2 separate regions of the Mus musculus genome follow, and region 1 is linked to region 2. A link is a contact called in public HiChIP or PLAC-seq data. All regions are on one chromosome and are shown on one strand. The core of a region is the stretch at or near the end of the contact, and the rest is flanking DNA. Distances in the headings are between cores, read along the strand shown. Region 1 has its middle 17 kb from the start of Klf3. Region 2 overlaps LOC105244755 (a long non-coding RNA gene).

Region 1 (6,213 bases), core at 3,399-5,898, 78 kb after region 2:
CATAACAAGACTGCAGTTATGAAGTAGCATCAAAATAATTTTAGGGTTGGGGGCGTCACACAGCACACGGAACTGTACTAAAGAGCTGAAGCATTAGGAAGGTTGAGAACCACTGGACTAAAATTTCTAAGTCTGCCCTGGAGAACAACCTTCTTTCCAGCAACCACAGAGCTCAAGCTGCAAGGTCCTTATTTTAGTTTGGCTTCCATTGCTGTGAACAGACACTGTGACCAAGGCAACTCTTATAAGGGACAGCATCTAATTGGGGCTGGCTTACAGGTTCAGAGTTTCAGCCCATTATCATCCTAGCAAGAAACATGGCAGCAGCCAGGCAGGCATAGCACTGGAGAAGGAGCTGAGAGTTCTACATCTTCATCCAAAGGAAGCAGGAGCTATCTTTCGACAGCGTGGAGGAGGGCCTCCCAAAGCCCATCCCCACAGTGACACAATTCCTCCTACAAGGCCACTATTTCTGAATAGTGCTACTCCCTGAACCAAGCAAATCCAAACCAACACATTCCACTCCCTGGCCCCCATAGGTTTGTTCAAACACATAAATCTATGGGGGTGATAACTAGCCGTAGCATAATGCAAAATATACACCTAGTCCAACTTCAAAAGTCCCACAGTTTATAACAGTCTCAACAATGTTAAAAGTCCAAAAGTCTCTTTTGAGATTCATGCAATCTCCTAACTATAATACCATAGTAAGTCAAAACTTAAAAAAAAAAAAAAAAAAAAAAACACAGATCACATACTTCCTACATCATGCAGGATATACATTATCATTCCAAAACGTCATGGTGAGAAAATACTGAACCAACATAAGACCAAAAACCAGCTGGGCAAACTCAGGATCTCTATGTCTGATATCAAAGCTCTCTTCAAATCCCCAACTCCTTTCATCTTTGTTGAGTGCAACACAATTATTTTCTTTGGCTGGTTCTACTCCCTGTTAGCGGCTTTCCTAGACCAGTTTCCCATGGTTCTGGCATCTCTTACATCTTGAGGTATCCAAGACAACTTCAACTTCACAGCTTCTCATCCCAATGTCTGGGATCCACACATGATCTTCTGGGCTCCTCCAAAGGGCTTGGTTTACTTCTCTAGCTCTGCCCTCTGTAGCACTCTAGGTTCTGGTTGACTCCACCATACTGTTGCTGCTGTTCTTGGTGATCATCTCATGCTGCTGGCATCTCCAATACACTGGAGTCTTCTGTTGCAACTAGGCTTCACCAATAGCCTCTCTTAGGCTTTCTTCATGGTGCCAAGCCTCAACTTCTATGCATGACCCCTTCAGTCCTGGACAGTCAACTACAACTGAGGTTGCACCTTCACCAGTGGACTCCCATGGCCTCTCACAGTGCCAAACCTAAGCTGTTCTCCATGACACCTTCATGTTGTCAAAACCAGTTCCACCTGGGTGACTCTTACACATTACCAAGTCCAGCTGAAGCATGAGGTACAACCTTGGTTATCTCTGGAACATAGCTTCTATGTGCTTTCAGAAAACACTTCCCAAAAGATTTCACTTCAATGATTGATGCTGATCTCTTTTTAATCACTGCTTATTTCTTAGCTCCAGCTAACCAGCATCAATTTTACCAGTAGTCCCTTCTTTTCTTGACTATAAAGTCAGAGCCACATGGCCACAACTGCCGAATTTTGCTGCTTGGTGGGACTGGAACATGGCTCCTTTGTTCTATTACCTTTTGCCAGCTTTATATTTTCCAACTCCTTCACTGCCTAAGCTTGGCTGTACTGGAACTTGTTCTGTAGATTAATCTTGAACTTTCTGCATGGTGATGTCTCCTGAATGCATCGATTAAAAATGGGTATCATCATGACTGGACTTGGAAGTTATTCTGGCCCAGGCTGGCCTTGAACTCGGAGATCTGCTTGCCTCTGTCTCCTGAGATTAAAGGCATGCACTACCTTGCCTGGGCCTAGCTTTTTCATGGCTGTTATACCTCAAGATCTGGACCACTGGTGTGCTCTCCATTTCTGGATTGAAGTTCATTCTAGATGTAGTCAAGTTGACAACCAAGAATAGCCATCAGAGCCCTCATTATAGGTCCAGCTAAATTACAGTGAAAATTCAAGTGACAGTCTCTAAAGGAGTTGGCAGTCAAATTAAGGACATTAATTGTAAAGAATGGGACCCTGTAACTTGGAATGACAATGTGTATGAGAACGCTAATGAAGCTAAGAACTTTGGACCCTTTAGTTCTCAAGGATTTATCTCACCTGAAGAAGTCATCACTGTTCCCATCCCTTGAAATATTGCCCTTTTCATCTTTGGCTGAGGAAATTAATCCTTTATTGTCTGCTAAACCAGCAGTGACTTTCTCTGAAGGCCATGCCAGGCAAGATAATACTGATGTCCTCCTAGAGTCCACCATTCATGGCCTCTAAACCTATAACCAGACTTAAGACCAAGCAAGCTCCTAAAGAGGAGGTAGAAAATGTAGTCCATGAGGAAGTGTCCTACATTACTAAGGAGCTTAATGAGTTTCCTAATTCATTCAGGCAGAATCCTCCACCACATGTGTGGGATGGAAATAGTGTCAAACGTTTGTTTGAATGGTTGGCTGAGCATTTGTCAAAAGATGGGGTAAGGAAAATGCATTGGAGATGTTTGATCTCTGTTGGTTTACTGCTGATGAAGGGATTTTAAGGCTCAGGGAAATTTCAATCCTAGAGTGGCTATGTGGGTATGTTGTGTAAAACCTAATCTTCCACACTGGGAAGGCCTAGAAGACATGCCCTGGTACACACCTTTACTCCCAGCACTCGGGAGGCAGAGGCAGGTAGGTGTCTGCGAGTTCCTGAGGCCAGCCTAGTCTACAGAATGAGTGCCAGAACAGCCAGGTAAGACAGTTTTAGTTGAGTTCCAACAGCAAAGCTGAAAACAAAACAAAAGAGGCAAAATGCTGAGAGGAGCCGCAGCGCATTCGGAGAGCTTCTCCGTGTTCCAGATCCTAGCGTTGGCGATGCTGCTGCTCGTAGGGTGGATCAAATGGAGTTTTATTGGACCCCAGGTAGCAGGGAACAGGGGCAGCACTGAATCACCAAAGGAAAGGCGTTCGTGGTTATTATAATGGGCAGTGTAGACAATACAAAGTTCACAATGACCTAATGGTCAGCATGGGACAGGTGAATTTTATACCGCCCTGACTCATACGAACCTTTGGTACTTGCTAATCTATCATGGTGTTTCAGGGGGTGAAATAGAGAAGACATCTAATGAATTTGTGTTTGATCTATATAAGCAAAAATATTTCAAACAAATGAAAGAAAGGCTACATTGGATCATAACAAAACAGAATTTCAGCCTGTGAATCAATTTCCAAACTTGAGCTAGTTTGCAGAGCCAGAACACCTTGAATGGAAGAGTGGCCAGGTTTCCCTGAGGAAGGACCTTAATAAGACACCTAAAAGTTTTGCTGTTGGCCTTTCTCCAGTTCTTCCCCAGAGGAACCCATTTTACATGGGTAACTGTTCACTGGGAGAAAAGAAACAGACTTTCCAGTGTCTTTTGGATAATCATTTTGAACTGACGCTGATCCTGGAAGATCCCAAGAAACATTGTGGCCCTCCAGTTAAAATAGGGGCTTATGGAGGCCAGGTGATGAAAGGAACTTTGACCAAAGTCAGATTTGCAGTCAGTCCAGTGGTTTCCCGAACTCATCTTCTGGTTATTTCCCCAGTCCCAGAATATATAATTGAGATAGATATACTAAGAAGTTGACAGAATTCTCACATTGGTTCCGTGACCTGTGGATCAAGGGCTATTATGGTTGGAAAGGCTAAATGACAACCTTTAGAGTTGCCTCTTCCAAAGAAAATAGTAAATCAAAAACAATATTGAAACTCTGGAGGAACTGCAGATTAGTGCCACTATCAAGGACTTGAAAGATGCAGGGGTGGTGGTTCCTGCCACATCTCCCTTTTACTCTCATATCTGGCCAGTACAAAGACAAACAGATCTTGGAGAATGACAGTTGACTATTGAAAATGCAATTAGCTGAATCTGATCGAAGCTGCTATACCAGATGTTGTATCCTTACTTGAGCAAATTAACACATCTCCTGGTACATGGTGTGCAGCTATTGATCTAGCAAATGCCTTCTTCTCAGTACCTGTCCATAAGGACCACCAGAAGCAATTGCTTTCCATAGGCAAGGCCAGCAGTATACCTTCTCAGTTTTACCTCAAGGATATATTAACGTTTCAGCAATATGTCATAACTTAGTTAAAAAGGACCTTGATTGTATATCTCTTCCACAAAACATCACATTTGCTCACTAAATTAATGGCATTATGCTGATTGGATTAAGTAAGCAGGAAGTAGCAACCACTTTGAACTCATTGGTAATCCATATGCATATCAGAGAATGGGAAATAAATCCAACCAAAGTTCAAGGGCCTTCTACCTCAATGAAATTCTTAGGAGTCAAGTGGTGTGGGTTACAAAGAGATATTCTTTCTAAAGTAAAGGATAAGTTATTGCGCCTGGCCCCTCCCACCACCAAGAAAGAAGCACAACACTTAATGGGCCTATTTGGATTCTGGAGGCAGCACATTCCTCACTTGGGTGTGGTACTTTGGCCCATATACCAACTGATTCAGAAAGCTACTAGCTTTGTGTGGGGCCTGGAACAGAGAAGGCTTATCAACAGCTCCAAGCTCCTGTGCAGGCTGCCCTACCACTTGGACCTTATGATCCAGCAGACCCAATGGTACTTGAGGTGTCAGTGATAGATAAGGACTATAGGTTAATCCCAGAAGAGACCTTTGGAGTTTTGGAGCAAGGCTCTACCATCATCTGTAGATAATTATTCTCCCTTTGAAAGAAAGCTCTTGGCTCTCTTGGGCCTTAGTAGAAAGTGAATTTTGACAATGGGTTGTAGGCAGAAAATTTTTGCAAATGTTCAACCTCTTCTCTTCCCCACCACCCAGCAGTGGTAGTGGAAGAGAAAAGTTATTAGAATATGGAAGAAGTGGGCCTGTTTAGCAATAGTTCTTTGGGAGTGAGCTTGATCCTCTTTGGGAGCAGTTCAGTCGCATAGCAAACAGCAAATATGACTCGGCAGCTACAGATCAGTCCTCTAGGAAGGCAGACAGCAGGCACGAACCAGCAGCTGTAGTTCAATGCTGAAGAAATCTAAAGGTGTGTCAACAGGCCAGAGGAGAGGCCACAGAAGCAGCAAGCTGCTGCAGGAGCCTCACAAGCAGTTCTTTGGCGAGTTTCTCTCTGATGTCACCACTAGTGGAGTTCAACAACAAATTCTATGTAAGACAAACTGATACATACATGTTGTTAGCAAAGAATAGCAAGGCAGAGCAAACCAAACCAATGCTCGATGCTCGTCTCCCACTGTCTGTGGAGTCATACATACATTCCCTCATCATGGGGTCCTTTCACGTGTTTGCTGTATCAAAACATCCTTTCATCTGTGTACCTCAGCAAAATATTTGATATAACTAATGTTCCAAAGAAACTAGAAGTTCCCACTTTGATGGGCCACCAAGATATCATGCTACCTGAGCTGCCCATCATGAGTTGAGTGTTATCTGACCCACCAAGTCACAAAGTAGTAGTATGTGCACAGCAGCAATCTATTATAAAATGGAAGTGGTATACTAGGCCCAAGCAGGTCCTGAAGGCACAAGCAAGTTACATAAAGAAGTTTCACAAATGTCTATGTTTTTTTTTCTCCCATTACAATGCCATCTGCTGCTAATTACGCAGCTACAGCCTCATGGGGTGTGCCCTATGATTGATTAACTGAGAAAGAGAAGACTAGGGCCGACTTTATTGATGCATGATATGCAAGCACCACCCAGAAGTGGATAGCTGCAGCGTTACAACTTCTTTCTGGGACAACCCTGAAAGATGCCAGCAAGGGGAAATCTTCACAGTGGGCAGAAATTTGGGGGTACACATTTTGTTTAGAAGGAGAAATGGCCAGATGTAGGAGTGTTTGCTAGTTAGCTGTAGCCAAGGGATTGACTGAATGATCAGGGACTTGGAAATAGCATGATTGGGAAATTGATGAGAAAGACATCTGGGGAAGCAGTATGTGGATAGATCTCTCCAAATGGGTGAAGGATGTAAAGATACTTATGCCCCCATGTAAAATGTTCACAAAAAGGTGACTTCAGCTGAGAAAATAATCAAGTGGATACGATGACCTATTCTGTGGACAG
Region 2 (6,708 bases), core at 6-2,505:
ATAGCATACATTTATGCAACAATACATTTTCCTCCTAAAGTTTCATGTCAATGAACTTAAACTTTTTTTTTTTTTAAATATCATGGTGCTCCATGTTGCCAGACTTCGGGGAACTCAGGGTCTCTTGCTTTCTGCTTGATGAAACTCGGAAACCAAAGGCATTCCCAACCTCCCTGCAGACAAAGGCAGCCATTGTGTGCTCTGTGCTTCAGTGCTTCCACTCTGCCAAGCAGATACAGAGAGCACTCATGCCCTTCCAACTCCCAAATCTCTTGACTTCCTCTTTCTCCTTCTTGTGGGAGAGATGGCCAATAAGCCCCTTGTTTCCAAATATCTGCAGGAACGAGTGGATGCGACTCTCAGCATCCACTGAACCATAGTCCTTTGAGGATACAGGAAGACATCTGAAATCTCAAGATCAAAATACGAGAAGGAGAAGTCTGAGAGCAAATGAGGTGTCATCTATGGAGACCTTCTTTGTAAAACAACAACAACAATAACAAATGACAGGCTCTCTGGGGATAATAGATAGCTTGCTTGTGCATGGGGCACAGATACTTACCAATTCCACTTAACTTTGCCTTTTAAAATGTCTGTATGGCACACTAAACTACATGATCAGGACTAGTGGTCTTCTATACACATTCTGTCTCTGAACTCCCCACTAACCATAGCATCCACTTTAGTAGGAGGCAGTGCTGGGATTCGAACTTGGCTCAACAGATTGCAAAGGTTGTGACTCTTCCTTAGCAACAGATGGTTCCTACAAGGATTCCAGAAACGAGAGAGCCGTCATTTATTATTTTGTTCTACATTCTAAAATGTGTGTGTGTGTGTGTGTGTGTGTGTGTGTGTGTGTGTGTGTGTGTGTAAAGAAGGGGGGAGGGAGAAGGAGACAGAGATTCTACATTAGCAAGAGAACAGCACAGCAGTAAATGGGAACTCCTCTGATTTTCTGACTCCTGTGCTATTTCCCAGCTCCTAAGAGAGAGCGATTAGAGAAACCACACACGTGCTGACAGGGATGACCAAACGCACACGGAAGATAAACATGAAGGGGTGGGGGTGGGGGGCGTGAAAACTGGAAAACCAAAGTAGCCCTTTCTTTTTAACATGTCAGCACATGTCTCAAACAGTGTCTGCCAACCTATAATTTGCTAGCATAGTCCAACAAAGAGGGACTGCCCATGGGCGTAGGACCTTGTCACCTCACCCTTCACCCCTCCCTCCATCAACCCGGCAGAGTTCAGCCTCAAAGATAGGAGTTTAGACTTCGTACCTCTGGACTGGACCTAGGCCAACCCAACAAATAACCCTGGCCTTGGTGTTCACACTCCCCATTGTTACACTGGGGGGCAGGGGGAACTTCTCAAACAGTGAGGTAGGAACTAGGACATCTCTGCCAACTGTCAACAACTAAAAGGCAAGTATCCTGTTCCAGGTAAGAGGGAGGCTTGACCAGGATACAGGGCAAAGTCCCTACAGTGATGGTCTTTGACAGGGAGGGAGCAAGGGAGGCAACTTCATCAACAGAAAGTCCATCTGGAAAGGCGAAATCAGTCACTGAATGTGGTCCAACGAGTCAAACTGAAATTGGGAGTGGTTAATCCTTGTAGGTAGAATATATGTTATTAGCCACTCGGGAGATCAGGAGTGGGTATCAGTACAAAATCAGCTGGCCCAAGGCATGCAAGTCAATTAGCAGGGCCACGGAAGTGACACGAGGCATGAGTGATGCTCAAAGAAGATGACATGCCCTGCCTGTATGGCTGGTTACAAAGCAAGCCTCCTGCTAGCCAAGGAGGATTTTGCAAACTCCTTAGGTGAGCATTTCTTGTTGTGATAAGTGGAAACTACCATAGGAAAAAAACTCTAAACAGAAAGGAGAATTACAAAGAACAGAAATACCCACACAGAGGAATCGCCTTGGAGCCTCTTTGAACTGTGGTGTACTATATTTGGCTCAAGGTTCCATTAAAATCAAGGAGTTTATATTTGGGCCAATAATCAGAGCTCATAAAAATTCACCCTTGGACTGGGGCTCCTTGTGTGAGTGGATCATTTATGGTTTCTGATGGCTGCGAATGCTATCAGGATGACAAGTCGGTGGATATCGTGAGAAGGTCTGAGGATAGCTAGGACAGTGAACAAAAAGAGAAGCAGTCTCAAAACATGGGGAAACTTTCTATGACACATCTGTCTTGGATGCCCATTACTTGACAGGATACATAATGGACATGCAGAAGAGAGAGATGTAGGAAGGATGGGGCGTGGCAGAGAAGTCCTGACAATAATAACGCACACCAGGCTGTGCAACGGCACAACCAAAAGCAGTCACGTCTCCTCAATCTAGGGAAAGCTTTCACAACAAGTGCCATATAGCTGTCCTTTGGGCTGACAGGATGGCTCAGACAATAAAGGCTCTTGCCACCAAGCCTGAGTTTGATCCCTGGTTCCCTCAAGTTGTCCTCTGATCTGCATACAAGCACCCTGACACATACATGCATGCACACAGATACACATACATGCAATAAGAAGTCCTTCTGCTGAAAACTTTCTAGGAAGGCTGCTAGATTTCCTAGATAAGCACCCTCATGGGCAGTCCAGTGTCTTGGGGCTCATCACATCCTTACAGACGTGAGTCTCCCCTACTAAGCCCAGCATAGCCCTAGAACCAACACTCACACCCCCATCATAACCATGTTGCTGTGGCTGAGCACAGAGCACAAAGAAAAAGAGATAATTCCCGGGTTGTTGTTTTTAATCAGTTTTAACATCTGACTTGTTTCTGTGTCTTATTTTATTTGTAAAGCATTAAGAAAATTCTTACTCATGGAGGTGAGAAACTGCCAGCAATGTTGACTGTGTGTGTGTTGATTTTCTTCTACGGTGCTAGGGCCCAAACCCAGGAGACATGATTGTTTAAAATAGACTTAGATGGAGGAGCTAGAGAAAGTACCCAAGGAGCTAAAGGGATCTGCAACCCTATAGGTGGAACAACAATATGAACTAACCAGTACCCCAGATCTCGTGTCTCTAGCTGCATATGTATCAGAAGATGGCCTAGTCGGCCATCACTGGAAAGAGGCCCATTGGTCATGCAAGCTTTATATGCCCCAGTACAGGGGAACGCCAGGGCCAAAAAGTGGGAGTGGGTGGGTAGGGGAGTGAGGGGGCGGGTATGGGGGACTTTTGGGATAGCATTGGAAATGTAAATGAGGAAAATACCTAATAAAAAATAAATAAAATAAAATAAAATAAAATAAAATAGACTTAGACCCCTTTACAGGTAAACTCATGCCAAGCTTTGAGAGCAGACTGAGAGCTTGAATAATAGGAAATTGTATTTCAAATGTTCATTTTATAAACAATACCTAGGCTCCTCAAAGAATGTATACATCCACTAGAAAGATATTCTTTAAGTTGATCTTCAACATAGATGAAAATCTTGGTATATTTTTAAAGTAGAGATGTTTGGGGAAACATCCCTCAAAATTTGAACACAGCAAAATAAATGTCATACATTTTGAGCTGCAAAGTAAAGTTTCAGGTCACTGCTATCATGTATATTCAGTGTAATCAAGGTGATAGCGTAACTCCCCATTGCCAAACTGAACTCATACAGCTTATTAAAAAAACATTAGCAAGCTGATGCAACTCTGCCATTTGCTAAGCCTTGTTTTGGAAAAATTTATCAGCGATTTCTTGTCTCGTGTGAACCAGGAGACTTTGAGACTGGGTGACATGTACTATTAGGTAAAAATTAATTCTGTAGCTCACTCCACAGGACACTTCAGAAAACTTAAAGGAGTCTAAAATTTGAAGATTGTGTTCTATTAAATGGAGATTCTATAGGGAGTACTAACTCTGTGTGTGTGTGTGTGTGTGTGTGTGTGCATGCACTGTGCACGGGTGTATGTGAATGCATGTAGAACAGAGAGAGGGTCGCCCTCCAGAATCAGCTCCCATCTTCCACCTGAGGCAGAGCCTGTCGTATCTCTAAAGGTCTGAGGTCACAGATGTGTGTGACAGCATCTGGCTTTGGACATGGTTTCTAGAGATCTGAATTTGGGTTGTAAGCTTGTGCAACAAGTACTTTAAACCACTGAGCTATCATCGGTCAGCCCCCTGCCACTGTGAAAGACACTTATTTCACCTCAGTAGCTACTACATGTCTTTCTATGCAGCTTGTGGTGTCTTATTGAAAGTTACATTTCAGCTACAAAGTTCCACAGTGATTTGTAGCAAATAAGTATTCCACATGGCCTTGTTTTTCTAAGTATGGAAGGCACAACTAGAAAAAAAGAAAAAGAAGGAGGGGAGGGGAGGGGAGGGGAGGGGAGGGGAGGGGAGGGGAGGGGAGGGGAGGGGAGGGGAGGGGAGAAGAAAGCCTCATTGATACAGAGTTTTCTGTGCTTTCTCCTTGAACTCTGTAACATACAAGAAGAGGTTAGTTTGAATAATATGCTAGTGCTCATGTTTGACATGTTTGCTCATGTTGGGTTGATAAATATGTTTTAAAATATGTTTTATTTATACCAGAATTAAAGAATTGCCGTGGCATTATTTCAAACAAATTTATTAGGAGGCTGGGAGATGGCTTACTAGGCAAAGAGCTTGCCCCACAAGCATGAAGCCTGGAGTTCAGACCCCCAGAACCCAAGAAAAAGTAAGGTGAGTGAGTGTAGGAGCCACCTCTAACCCCGACATATGGGGGTTAGAGGTGTGGATCCCTAGCGATCTGACCAGCCAGGCTGGTCAAAACAGTGACTTCCAGGCCCAGTGACAGTCCCTGCCTCACTATTTAAGGTGAAAGGTGATGGAAGAATACACTTAACTTCAACCTTGTGCCTCAACATGCATGTATACACACACATATGCACACACATGCAAACATGTGTATATAAACATGCATACCACATGCAAATATACATGCAAAATAAAACCCAAAACTTAATAGACATTTTTATATACTTTACTATAAGCAAAACAAACAAACAAACAAACAACAACAAAAACCCCCCACCTCATCTCCTTTGGAACGCTCCTGGTCCTCATTACTCTTCCTTTAGAAGCCGTATACGGGGTTACCCTGTCCAGTTGCCAAGGGTATGCCTTTAAAGAAGACATAGTCGTTGTCCTCAAGGAGTCTAGCCAGAGAGGAGCACAACAAAGCAGTCCCACCCTCATGCCCCCTGAGCCATGCTATGATAGCAATATGAATGAATATTACATGGTGCCGCTGAGGCTCTTTCGGGTCAAGATGAAAAGAGACACGCTCTGGTGACTTGGGTCAATGTGGCTCATTGTGAGGCCACAGGAGGAAGCAGGAGGAGCAGGAAGCAGCCTTAGCAGCTGCCTGGCAGGGCCGGGCCGATGGGAATGCCGCTCAGGACCTCTAGCACCTGTTCTTTTTGACATGGCTTCAGCAGCAGGCATCTGCTGCTACTGATGGAGCACGCTCTGCCAGCACAGCGACACTCTGCAAGGTTCCCCCTGCCTGTGCTTTTGCCCCTTTGGCAATCCTGCCCCACCCCCCCCACCCCCCACCCCCACCCCACCCCCGTCGTGACTCCACACACGTCCTACAAAAATATGCAATATTTTGCCTGAGACTCCTAAAGGATCTCAAATTCAAATTGTGTGAAAGAGGCTTTGTTTGACCCCTGGTGCCATGAAGATCCAGTGACGCACTGGGCGGGGCTCTGGTATCAGTCTGCCTCCCTGGCCACTTGATAGGCCACGCCCTGCTGTGGGGCCTGTAGTCAACTGTAGTCCATTGTAGCCCAGGAAGCAGAGGCCTAGTACAGAGAGCGGAGCACAGCAGCTGGGAAGAGGTGAGGCAGAGGCCACTGGTCCCTACTGCGGCTTTTGTTGTAACCCACAATGTCGCTCACCATCCTGACTTTAACTGTGTCAACCCTTTAGCTTTGCTATAAATAATGACACAGTCACAAATTTTTGAAAAGGGCATTTTTTAAGTTATTTAAAAATAACCCAGTCTGAAACAATCTGACAGGAAAAATGCTTGAATGGTGATTCTACTCTTGCTGGTATGGGTTTTGTTTGTTTGCTGGGGCTTTTGAGACAAAGTTGCACTAGGTAGCTCAGAGTGATCTTCCTGCCTCAGCCTTCTGACTACTGAAGTTACAGGCAGGAGCCTCTACACCCAGTTGAATTATGGTATGTCTCTAACAATACACATTCTACAAATTTCTACCAAAAATCATGACTTGGAAAATAAAGTGATAAGAGAAAAAGTTCTCCAATATGGTATTAAATAAAAACCAGTAGCTATGAGCTGGAGACGGCTCAGTGGATACAGCCCATGGCTGCTAACCCTAAAGAGCTGAGTTCAAAGTCGCCTTGGGAAAGGAGGGAATTGTAAGCTGTTCACTGACCTCCACGTGCGAACTGTGGCAGGACTGCACACAGTAAAATAAATGTAAAAGGTTTCAATAGGGACACAAGGTAAATATAGCTATTTGTATTTTACATATTTACATATATTTTATGTGATGTCACATCACATATGTAATACATATGATGTAAATACTTACATATTACATTTATTATATATCATGCTCACATAAAAAATTATACACTCTATCTTATATATTGCTAGGGGATTTATATACTCATAAAATTGAGAATAAGTAAACTGGAAAAAGAAGCTGACAGGGACTTGAATCTCATACCCCTTCTTAC

The links. HiChIP or PLAC-seq counts read pairs in DNA pulled down with a chosen protein or histone mark.
Region 1: an H3K4me3 HiChIP or PLAC-seq map of intestinal villus epithelium shows a contact between it and region 2, with 8 read pairs. The contact joins two enhancer-like sites. A contact is called at or near these places in 1 of 15 datasets of contacts at CTCF or cohesin (CD8 T cells), 18 of 484 Hi-C or Micro-C datasets (the C2C12 cell line, CD8 T cells, DN3 thymocytes and 11 more), 5 of 115 datasets of contacts at active chromatin or transcription factors (bone marrow-derived macrophages, embryonic stem cells, intestinal crypt epithelium and 1 more) and 1 of 9 other capture datasets (embryonic stem cells).

Annotation. Positions count from the first base shown.
Region 1 is chr5:64,783,728-64,789,940 of GRCm38.p6, forward strand. No RefSeq gene overlaps it. Among named protein-coding and RNA genes, the nearest start is that of Klf3, 17 kb to the right of the region's middle. Within about 2 kb of position 4,649, at least 7 of the 459 cell types and tissues checked have an H3K27ac peak or open chromatin away from gene starts, as enhancers often do. A contact at or near this core is called in intestinal villus epithelium, where this site is marked.
Region 2 is chr5:64,709,141-64,715,848 of GRCm38.p6, forward strand. LOC105244755 (a long non-coding RNA gene) reads right to left here. Exons shown (of 4, transcript XR_868443.3): 3 at 5,027-5,115. Among named protein-coding and RNA genes, the nearest start is that of Gm26761, 13 kb to the left of the region's middle. Within about 2 kb of position 1,256, at least 37 of the 459 cell types and tissues checked have an H3K27ac peak or open chromatin away from gene starts, as enhancers often do. A contact at or near this core is called in intestinal villus epithelium, where this site is marked.